Linked DNA regions of Arachis hypogaea: region 2 is linked to region 1. The links are chromatin contacts, called in public Hi-C maps. All regions are on one chromosome and are shown on one strand. Each heading gives the region's core, a stretch centred on a gene start, on an enhancer-like site or on the middle of the called end of the contact. The rest is flanking DNA. Distances are from core to core; before and after follow the strand shown.

The links. Hi-C and Micro-C count contacts between places; a contact is called where the count stands out from the background.
Region 2: a contact with region 1 is called in a Hi-C map of leaf, with 6 times the contacts expected there. The contact joins the promoter of LOC112750880 here to the enhancer-like site in region 1. A contact is called at or near these places in 4 of 8 Hi-C or Micro-C datasets (leaf and an unstated tissue).

The regions. Positions count from the first base shown.
Region 1 is chr2:91,513,903-91,519,221 of arahy.Tifrunner.gnm2.J5K5, reverse strand. No RefSeq gene overlaps it. Among protein-coding and RNA genes, the nearest start is that of LOC140179933, 15 kb to the left of the region's middle. Within about 2 kb of position 3,246, at least 3 of the 3 cell types and tissues checked have open chromatin away from gene starts, as enhancers often do.
Region 2 is chr2:91,745,535-91,750,888 of arahy.Tifrunner.gnm2.J5K5, reverse strand. LOC112750880 (tRNA (guanine(37)-N(1))-methyltransferase 1) reads left to right here and starts at 3,148. Exons shown (of 10, transcript XM_072220157.1): 1 at 3,148-3,599. It also overlaps the pseudogene LOC112728037.

The DNA of each region.
Region 1 (5,319 bases), core at 1,997-4,496:
ACTAAACTTGGTTAGAGGCTGATTTGAATATTAGTCAATGATTAAAAATAAATATTTATACACATAAATAGGATGGCTTGCCGTTTGTATTCAGGATCAGCAAAAGGCCTGAGTCATTTTTAGCCTAATACCCCTCTAAGGCATAGGAAATTAAGAGTTTTAATTTATTTTTTAAGCAATGCTTATTGATTCTATCTTTTGTAGTTGTCTTTCTTGATATGCAATGCTTTTCCATTTTTCTCCACTATCTCTATTGTCCTTGGAGTTGCTCTACCACCTCTACTCTCTTTAAAGTTGTTCCACTATCTCTGTCTCTTTAAAATTGCTCTACTACCTCTGCTATTCTTGTTACTATGGTACAAAGAGTTTAAGAATTATTTAGAAAAGTATTATTTTTATTATTCATATTTCTCATATGTGATTACAAGGTTCTTACCAATATATAGACCAAGAGTACGCTAAGAGTACACTCGTTATGGAATAATATCCTAATAAATTACATTGATTTTTTCTAATCCTCTTTGATATTTTCCTGATTTTGTTCCCTAATTATGATATGATTCTAATAATCCCCTCAAGGTGAGTAGTGGGATCACCAATACTCAGCTTGGTTAGAACTTTAGCAAGGACTTGTCTTGAAGTTACAAATGGAAGCTCAATAATGCCATTCTCAATTTTTTTCTTTGATAAAGTGTCAATCCACCTCAACATGTTTTGTTCTATCATGTTGTACGGGATTCTCTGAAATGTTGATTGCGGCTTTGTTGTCACATTTCAACTGGCTTGGCAATTTTGGTGAAACCCAATCTTAGTCATCAATTTTCTTATCAACAATACTTCAGTTATGCTTTAACGATCCTCAAAATTCTGCCTCTGCGCTTGAAAGAGCTACAACTTTCTGCTTCTTGCTTTTTCAAGTTACCAGGTTGCCTCCAACAAGTGTAAAGTAACCAGCTGTTGATCTTCTATCATTTGGTTGCTCGCCAATCTGCGTCAGTGTATGCCTCAACTTCAAATGGCCATTCCTTCTGAAAATAATTCACTTCCTGGAGCTCCTTTCAAATATCAAACTATTATCATGGCAGCTTCCATATGATCTTCTTGTGGCTTATGCATAAACTGACTTACTATTCCACAACATAAGCTATGTCAGGTCGAGTATGTGATAAGTAAATTAGTTTTTCAACCAGTCGCTGTACCTTTCCTTATCTACTAGGTGCACTTTTACTATCTTCAACTTGTGATTAACTTGCATGGCGTATCTATTGGTTTGTAATCCATCATTCCTGTTTCTGCCAGAAGTTAAGATGTACTTTCTTTGGAGATAAAGATTCCTTTGCTGGATTGTAGAACCTCTGTTCCTAAGAAATATTTTAGTCTTCCAAATCCTCATTTCGAAGTTTGTAAATAAGTTCCTTCTCAATTTTTCAATTTCTTCAACATCACTTCCTGTTATGATCATATCATCCACATAGATTATTAGGCAAGTGATTAAATCTTCCCGTTTTTTCAAAAAAAGGTATGATCAGAGTTACTTTGCTTGTACCATACTTTCATGGTATCTGTAAATCTTCCAAACAGCACGTGAGATTGTTTAAGTCATAAAAGCTTCTTTAACAGGAAACTTTATGTTTTCTAAATCCGTTAGAACTGAGAGCTTCCATGTATACTTCTTCTTTCAACTCTCTATGCAAGAAAGTATTCTTGACGTCAAATTGATGATGGCAATTTTCATTTGCTGCTATTGAAAACAACACTGATAGTATTAATTTTGCACGTAAAAATTTATGTATCATAATATCTTGATAATTAAATCTAATCAATATTATTTTTTTTAATAAAAATATTTCACCATCTTTTTTTTGTAGCATAATTGAATAAATTTGATCACAATTCAGAACATTTGATATTTAATTTTTCTTTTTATTGTTCAAAAAAATATAGTCATTGATACTAAAAAAAATTTTGAAAATTCACTTGACAAAAAATTGTCAAATTTTAAGGATAAAAAGATCTTATTTTTTTAATAATGATTGTGAAAATTTGCATCAAAATTTGATCTCTAAATCGTTTTTTAGAATATATATTTAATATCTAACTATTTTGTCGTGCTTTTAAATTTTTCAGATGCTTATTTGTCATTAGCATCTTTAATTAGAGTTTGTTTTGTCAATGATGCGAACTTTCGGATATCATTTTGATAGTTTTTTCTATTATCATTTATCAAATAATATAAAATTTAAATTTTCAATAAATTTATTATATATTTATTAAAAATAAAATTAAAATTTTTACTAATAATAATCTTATTAAAACATATTAGCTAAAATCTAATTTTAACCCCCTTAAAAATGTGCGACATTATTAACTATTCAAAGATTTTGGTTACCAAATATTAGTCTTTGTCATTGAGATTTGAGAATGTGATCAACATGCACATGACTGCATGTGTGTCCACTATACAGCACTCCTCCCACCTCACACCTCACAACACACACTTTTGGAAAAGGACTATGTGGTATAGTGACAACACACACTTTTGGAATATTTTGGATTTTTGAGGGTCTATGCATGGTGATAGATGACAACGATATATATCTGGATGACAGTGTGTATAGTGACATTTCTATTGAATGTGGTACTTTAGTTATCAAGAGATTATGTTGATGGCCGGAATTTTCGGATGATCGTCGGAGTAACTATGAAGTAAAATGAGGACTAACTTTGGCCCCTTTTCTTAGCGTGGTAGAGTAAAACTCAAAGTTCTTTAGAAACTTTTATATAGTTTTTCCTTTATTAACTCACCGACTCTAACAAGAAAAACCCTAATTTTTTTTTTGGTTTGCACCAGGGTATCCATCAGGCCGGAAGCCCAATGACTAATCCCTCGGGTACTGCAGAGGCACACAAAGTGGGCGACCCTCCCAAACAAGCAAGCTCCATTCCCATCCTCCAGTGAGTATCGAACCCGGGAGAGATGGTTAAGGGACACAGACCCTCATCCATCTGTGCCAACTTGCGTTGGTAGAAAAACCCTAATTTCTCAAGTTTTTTCACGCATTTGACCAATTTTTTCTTTTGGTCTTGGCATTTGACCAATTCATCTTGATAAAAATCTATTTTTGGACACAGGTAAAATAATATATCTATTGGGCTTAGACAAACTCTTATCTTGGTTTACAGCCCAATATGATGATAGCCCAACCAAAGAGAAGATCAGTGTACATTGGATGCGTGTTGGTCATGTTTATTATTGAAGCCCAACTTGAACAAAGGTTGAAACATAATGAATATTTGTTCTCGCACTTGTTCACCGAAGAAAAAAAAGTTCTCGCACTTAAAAGAAATCAACAAAAACCTGAAAAATGATTACACTAAAAAATTTATTGAGTTTAGGAAAGAATAACTATTTTTGATAATGACAAAGATTATTTGATTGAATTTGAAAGACCAACGTTTATTTGATGTGTATTTTATTTATGCATGTTCATATTAGAATTTTTTGGTGATAAAAAGGCTAGCACTTCAGCTATTCATATTGGACAAAAATTAAAGAAAAAGCTCGGGTTTTTCTCTTTTTTGTGAGATCCAAGTCTAATTTTTGGGTGTATTCTTGCATCTTAGTGTCTCTACCCTAATCAGATTTTGGGGTTAATTTGAGAGTGAGAGTTTAGCCACCAAAGAAAGAAAGAAGAGGAAAAAACAGAATTTTCGTTTTTATCCAAAGCAGTACATTTCAAATGACAGTTTCTCATTCATTCACCGTTAGATCGGCTTGAAATTTGAACTGTGTTTCCCTCATTTTTTTCTTCATTCTGGTTGGTGAAGATGTTGATTGGAGGTTTGCAGTGGGAGAAATTGGCTTCGCAAGAGAGAAAATAGGTTCCTATTTTTACACAGAGCATCAATCTTTGAACAGCAGTTTCTCATTATTCCACCGTTGGATCAACGTGAAATGTGGACTGCAGATTCTACTCATCTTGTTCTTCATTTTGAACGGTGAAGATTTTAATTGGAGACCTGCAAAGAGAGAAATAGACTTCGAACAACAACTCTATTTTTGGATATTTTTCATCTTCTTGCTTCTCATTTGTAAGCTTTGGTACTTTGATATTTTGGCTAGTTATATGCACGTTTTTGTACTTTGTTTGAGACCCTCTTATACCTCATTTGATTATAGTGGAGCTATTTCATTGGTCTGGACAGCCCATGATTTTTACCTCTCACATTGAAAAGGTTTTCACGTTAAAATGTCAGTGTGTTCTTGTTATTTCTTTACTTGTTATATTTATTTGTTATAGATGCTGCTACATTGTATTATGAGTGCTTTCATATTCTTCTTGTGTTAGATATCTGTGTCATTTCTGCTACTAAGCTCTTTCAAAAGCTACAGCTATTTGAACCAATTTCAACAAATAATATAGTTTAATATTGCTAAAAGTTTTTCCTATATCAGTTCCGGTAAAGCATTTGCAAGAGGGAAGAAAAGTTTCTTTTCATCCATTTAGGACTGGAAGTGAGTCAAGCCAGCTTATGAGCTAGCTCGAGCTCGACTCGTTAATAGCTCAATAAGCTGAGCTCGTGAGCCAGTGAGCCGAGCTTGAGCTTGGAATTGAGCTCATAAATTAAATGAGCTGAGTTTGAGCTATATATATATATATATATATATATATATATATATATATATATATATATATATATATATATATATATATATATAGGTATAAGATTTAATGTTTTAGTTTGTTAAATATATGGATGCATTTTTTTATTTTGTTATATTAAAATTTTAATATTTTAATATAGAACTATAGATTATATTTCTGTTATTTGAGCCAGCTCGTGAGTTTTCGGTGAGCTGAGTTTGAGCTTAAAAAATAGGCTCGATTGTTAATGAGTCGAGTCTTGAGCCAAGCTCAATTTTTGTGAGCCGAGCTTGAGCTTAGTTTAGATCGGCTCAGCTCGACTCACTTCCAGCCCTACATTCATTTGATGGAGAGCAAAGATAAAAATTTAGAGCTAAAGAAAAGATTAAAAATGTTAATTTAACTAGTACAACAAGAATAAGTGTGGCTATCCAAAAAAAAAAAAAAAAAAACAACACACACCCATCACGTTCCTCTGTTATTGTAATTTTATTCTTCTGCATTTTCACACCTCTACTATCTTACTGTAACACTCTGATTTGGGAGAAAAATATAATCACAATCCTATTTGCTGTGTTCAAAATTTGTTATCAAGAAAAGCTTTAATTGTTAGAAGCAGTATACCTATACAAAAAGAGTATTTTACCAAGTTTTGAGATTAAGGAATAAGCAA
Region 2 (5,354 bases), core at 1,899-4,398, 230 kb before region 1:
CAGCTGGTTTCCATGGGTTTTAACCAGCTTCATTGTCAGAAGGCAGCTATTAACACCTCAAATGCTGGAGTAGAGGAGGCAATGAATTGGTTACTATCTCACATGGATGATCCAGGTTTCTATTTTGCTTTCCTTTGTCATGCGAATCAATTACTTTTAACTGATCCTGTGGTTGCTTTTTGTTGTAAACCTATTATTCAGGGGATAATGGTAATTTTTTTCTATTAATTAGATATTGACAGTCCTATTTTAAAAGGCAACAGCTCTGACAACGTTGATCAATCAAAAGTGGACATACTCATTTCTTTTGGATTTGAAGATCATGTTGCTCGAAAGGCATTGAAGGCATCGGTAATTATTCTATGATGTTTTCCTCTCCCCGTTGTTGGATTTTGTTGGGTGAGTTCGTCCAGACAGTCTTTGAACTGGTAACACCTGCCTTGTAGGGTCAAGACATTGAGAAGGCAACAGAGTGGATATTCAGCAATCCCAATGCATCAGTTTCTAGTATGGATGCTAGTGCATCAAACACAACCTCTGCTTCAAATGATGTTGGCTTGTCAGATGGAGGAGGAAGTAAGTTATTACCTTTTTCAATTACTTTCTTTTGGTATATGCTGTAATTGTCATTGCCCTATGGTGTGATACTTCATCCTATTTCTCTGCTCATATTCCATTATTTGTCATTTAAGTGTTCATGTTGGTTTTAATCAATTTTTGGGTACCTTTGGCTTTTCGCAGAATATCGACTTATAGGAATTGTTAGCCACATGGGAACCTCGACACATTGTGGTCACTATGTAGCTCACATTTTGAAAGAAGGTAGATGGGTTATTTTCAATGACGCCAAGGTTGCGGTTTCGGTCCCAAGGACATGGGCTATCTATATTTTTTCGAGAGGATTGATGGTTGAATTAGATACTGTTTTTTTGATCACATGTTTGAACATTGTGATGATGAACATTTCATCTGTAAAGAGGATAGAATGGCACAAACCAGCTACCTGCACTACATACCTTTCTTGGTGGCATGGTAAACACTCATCTTTGGCTGTACCATTATTTTTTGGGTCTGCCAGTTGTGCTTCCATTCTGTGAGAACTAGACCGAACGTTCATACCCATCTCAGATATTTATAGAAATGAACTGTTTAGAAATTGAATAGCAAAGCGTTATTTGATGAGTTTATGCATGAGAATGTTTCTTTTAACGGCTAGATTGTGTTTCACATTATATCCCGGCAAGTACTTCTTAGTGTAGAAGTTGAATGGAAGTTTAAGGAATTAATGTGTGTTTGGTTTGGTATATTCATGGTGAATTTTAAGAGAATGCTTTTAGGATAAAGATAGACCACACTGCATCTAAGATATTTAAAGATGGGACCACGAAATATATTTAAATTTCAGAGAACATATCTTAGGACTCAGCTTTCGGTGAATACGAGTGATGTGGCAATTTTACGTTGATGTGTCAGCTGAGAGTTGTTATTATGTTAGTGATATGGTAGCATATAATTGCAATGTCAATACTCAGTATCTCTGTCAAGAGTGTTAACTTTCAAAGTATAATTGAAACATTAGAATAAAATTAAAATAAAACATTTGAGAGATACATGATATACTTTATTTCTTATTCATGTTATGTTTTAATTTAAGACACGTGAAACATGAAATGGATTTTATTGGGAACTTTAACAGAGAAAAAATGAGGGGGAGTCAAAGCTTTGAAACAGTTTAGTAGATGCGTAGACGGAAGAAGTTGTAGACTGTTGTGATCATGATTTATGAGTGTATGTGTTTCTATTCAGTGTAGCGTTCAAGTTCCACACAATTCGCTTTTTCTCTTCACTTTCAAATTCCAATTATGTGGTCCCTCCCAAATATGGAAATGCATCCAGAATAACTAGTCTTTAGTGTTCCTTCTTCAGCAATTATTTATACTCCAATTTCTTTCCATACAAGACTCGCAAAAATCTATATTTGAATTCATAAATCTAAACTGTTTACGAGATTATTGTTCATTACATATTTGGAACATGCAAGAAATCTAGAGTTGTATGTGACCACACTATGGTAAGCTTAATTAATTAACCGTGTTCATCGATGACTTATTATCCACAATAGGCCAATAATGTCATATACTTTTGAAAATCGGTAATATTATATGACCAAATCATTTTAGTAACTAAGTTCAATCAAGTCGGTTAAATAATTTAAGGATTAATAATAAAAACTTGTAATTGAAGAAGAACAAAATAGAAGAGATATAAGAAAAAGAAAAAGTAAAAACACATATTTCACAGGATATATATTTAAATTTTTAATATTTATTCTTTTAATTTTTTTTATATATTTTATAAGATATATATTCGAATTTTTATACAAAATAATAATGAAAAATCAAAGAATTGATGCATTTTTTAAGAGGAAGATTAATATTCAAGAAGGAGAATATATAATTTCTATAATATCAACATTTATAAATAGTTCTTCTACTTTAATAAATCACAAAAAAAAAAGATACAACCTTTAAAAATTTAAAAAATTGCATAAGATGAATTTGACTTTAAATATTTATATTAAATTTTTGACCCTTCTAAAATTGTTTCAAACTCTGCCGCTGTCACTGTATCCATACATATATGCTTTGTTGTGCGGACGAAATCTCAAATCCTCAAATGAAAATCTTCTGTCCCATCAATTATGTTCTGCCAATTGCCAATTGCCAATTGCCAATTGAAATGTATGTTTATTTCTATAGTTGCCTTACATTTTTTATTTTAATAAAGTATAATTTTTTACCTATGTTCAATTATGCATGTGTATCTATATTATGTATCAGACTAGAAAACATTGTGATTGGTGGAGACAAAAGATAATATAGAGCTTGTTTCATGTAATAAAACACTTGGTAGATGTAATTATCATATATATATTTCTTTAATTAGATACCAAAGGAGTAATAATCTAATATACATGAGTTCTGTGACACAGCGTGCCATTTTGGGTTATTAAAATTAAGTAAATGTGATATTATATTTTATATAGTTAGTTACGAATCTTGCAAGATAATAATAATAATAAATCATCTAGTAAATAATAAATTCATGAGTGTTATAAAAAAAGAACCTTCAAAAAGTCTTAAAACTGAACTAAACAAGTGTAAAGTATTGACAAAACTAATAATATAATAATCAGCACATTACAGCACAACTTGAAATGACCCGATAACCCAATCCAACCCAACCCCTGATGCACTGGAGACCTCAGCCCCCATCACTCAACAGCCACCACACCTCACCGTCAACCCTAATTTCACTTCCAAGTTCCAAGTTCCAAGTTCCAATCTTCATCCAACTCCGACGAAGGTCACCGTCCCTCCCAGTCTACCGCAATCGACGCCGCATCAGAGTTGCGTCACCGGGCAGAAAGACCTCCAACGGGCGGAAGGAAGTCACCGTCGCTGATTGAAGCTGCTGCAGCGCCGTTGTCGTCTGGTCGTCTGAACTCCGAAGCTTCCGTGGTCGGCGTCGTCTGCTCGTCGGAAGCTGCTCTGTCAACGCCGTCGAGCGTCTGGACGCCTTCTCTGCTCTCTGCGGCGGTGAGTTGTTCTCCCCTTTCAACTAATTTTTTTTTTTAATTTTGTTAATGAACTATATAAAATTAGGAATTGATGCAGAATTATTTATTTGGTTAATTATATGGATTGATGAAGAGTTCTGTATGACTGTATGTAATAGCTGCTGTATGTAATTCAATTTTGGATTATTTGGTTAATTATATGTAATGGATGTAAACTTCGGAGAATTATATACGACGTACTAGGTTTTACTATTAAAAGCTAGAGATGAATTGTAATTGTCACTTAAATTGTTACCTTGAATTGGATTCTTCTTCCTTGACTATGAAATGAATATTCATGCACACATTAACTTTATTGTTCCACTGGAATCAAGAAGATACTTGTAAGCAGTAGACACTTTTGACCTTATTGTTATATTGCATTGCAAATAAATAAATGATACGTAAGGTTGTTGTCTTGAGTCTTGTTTGAATTATTAACTCTTTTTTTTCTTATGTATGATCTTTTTGACCCTTTTCCATTTCAAGATGAACATGTCCTATACAAATGGTAGTGGTATAACTGTTGCTGCTTTGTTAATGGGGAAAAATGTTGTGTCATAGTATAGCAATGTCACTTTTTTTTATATAGATAAAAATGAGAGCTATTGAATTTAATTATATGTAATAGTTGCTGTATGTAATTCTCTAAATTTTGCTGTAATTGTTGTAATGGCTGCTACATGTAAGTCACTAATTTCAGTAATTTGTAATGGCTGCTGACCTGCTGTATGTAATTCAATTTTGGATCCTGAATTTTACTGTAATTGACTAAGTTATTGTAATGGTTGTTGTATGTCATTCACTAATTTGTAATTTGTATATTGTATGTAATTTAGATGGAACAAGCATAAAGTGGTCAACAATTAGTTATAATTGAAAACTTGTTTGTTCAATGTTGTTTCTTTTGGTGGTAGAACATTTTGTGTTTCTCATTTACGTGCGTTTTGATTTTTTTTAGTTATAAACTTTGATATTTGAAGTTGTTTATGAATTTTTAATGATAAATTATAGATAGTTTATTATGTGAAATTATTAAATGTTGAATTTTATTAATTTAGAAATTATTGAATTTAAACATTTAAAATTATATATTGATTTTTTATAATTTTACTCTGTATTTAATTAAACCGGTCTAACCACGGTTCGATTCCGGTTGAATTATTGAACCATTGAACCAGTTACTCAACCGGTTCAATGACCGGTCCCGTTCTTGCAACTTTGCTTTTATGCACTCTTTTATTGTTTTGTTGTGTACAGTGAATTTGAAGTGTCGCTGGTTTTACCCATGTGATCATCTTATTAAATTAGAGCTTGTGAGTTTATGCTAATTTTGTAAAAGTGCTTATTTGGTTTATTTTTCTTTTGTTAAAAATATGTTTTTTGAAGAATTTGACTTATGTATTCTTAGAACTGAGTGAACTTATATCAAGACAAATTGAAATGTTTGCTTGATTTAATGCAAGGTATGTGTTTCTTTTTAATAATGTGTTGAATGTGTGGGTTTGAAGAGGCCTTTTAGTGCAAAAATTCCAGTTTGTATTAGCATTGTCCTATCCTTCCGTTATTCTGTGCATATGTTTCGAAATGAGGTTTTCTTGTTTGTGCAATAAACCAAGTTATATAATCTGTAAGAGAATGCAAACAATGAATTTAGCTATCACTAACATTTTGTTGATATATATATATATATATAAAGTAAATTATAATTATGTTTTAATGTGTTTATTTATAT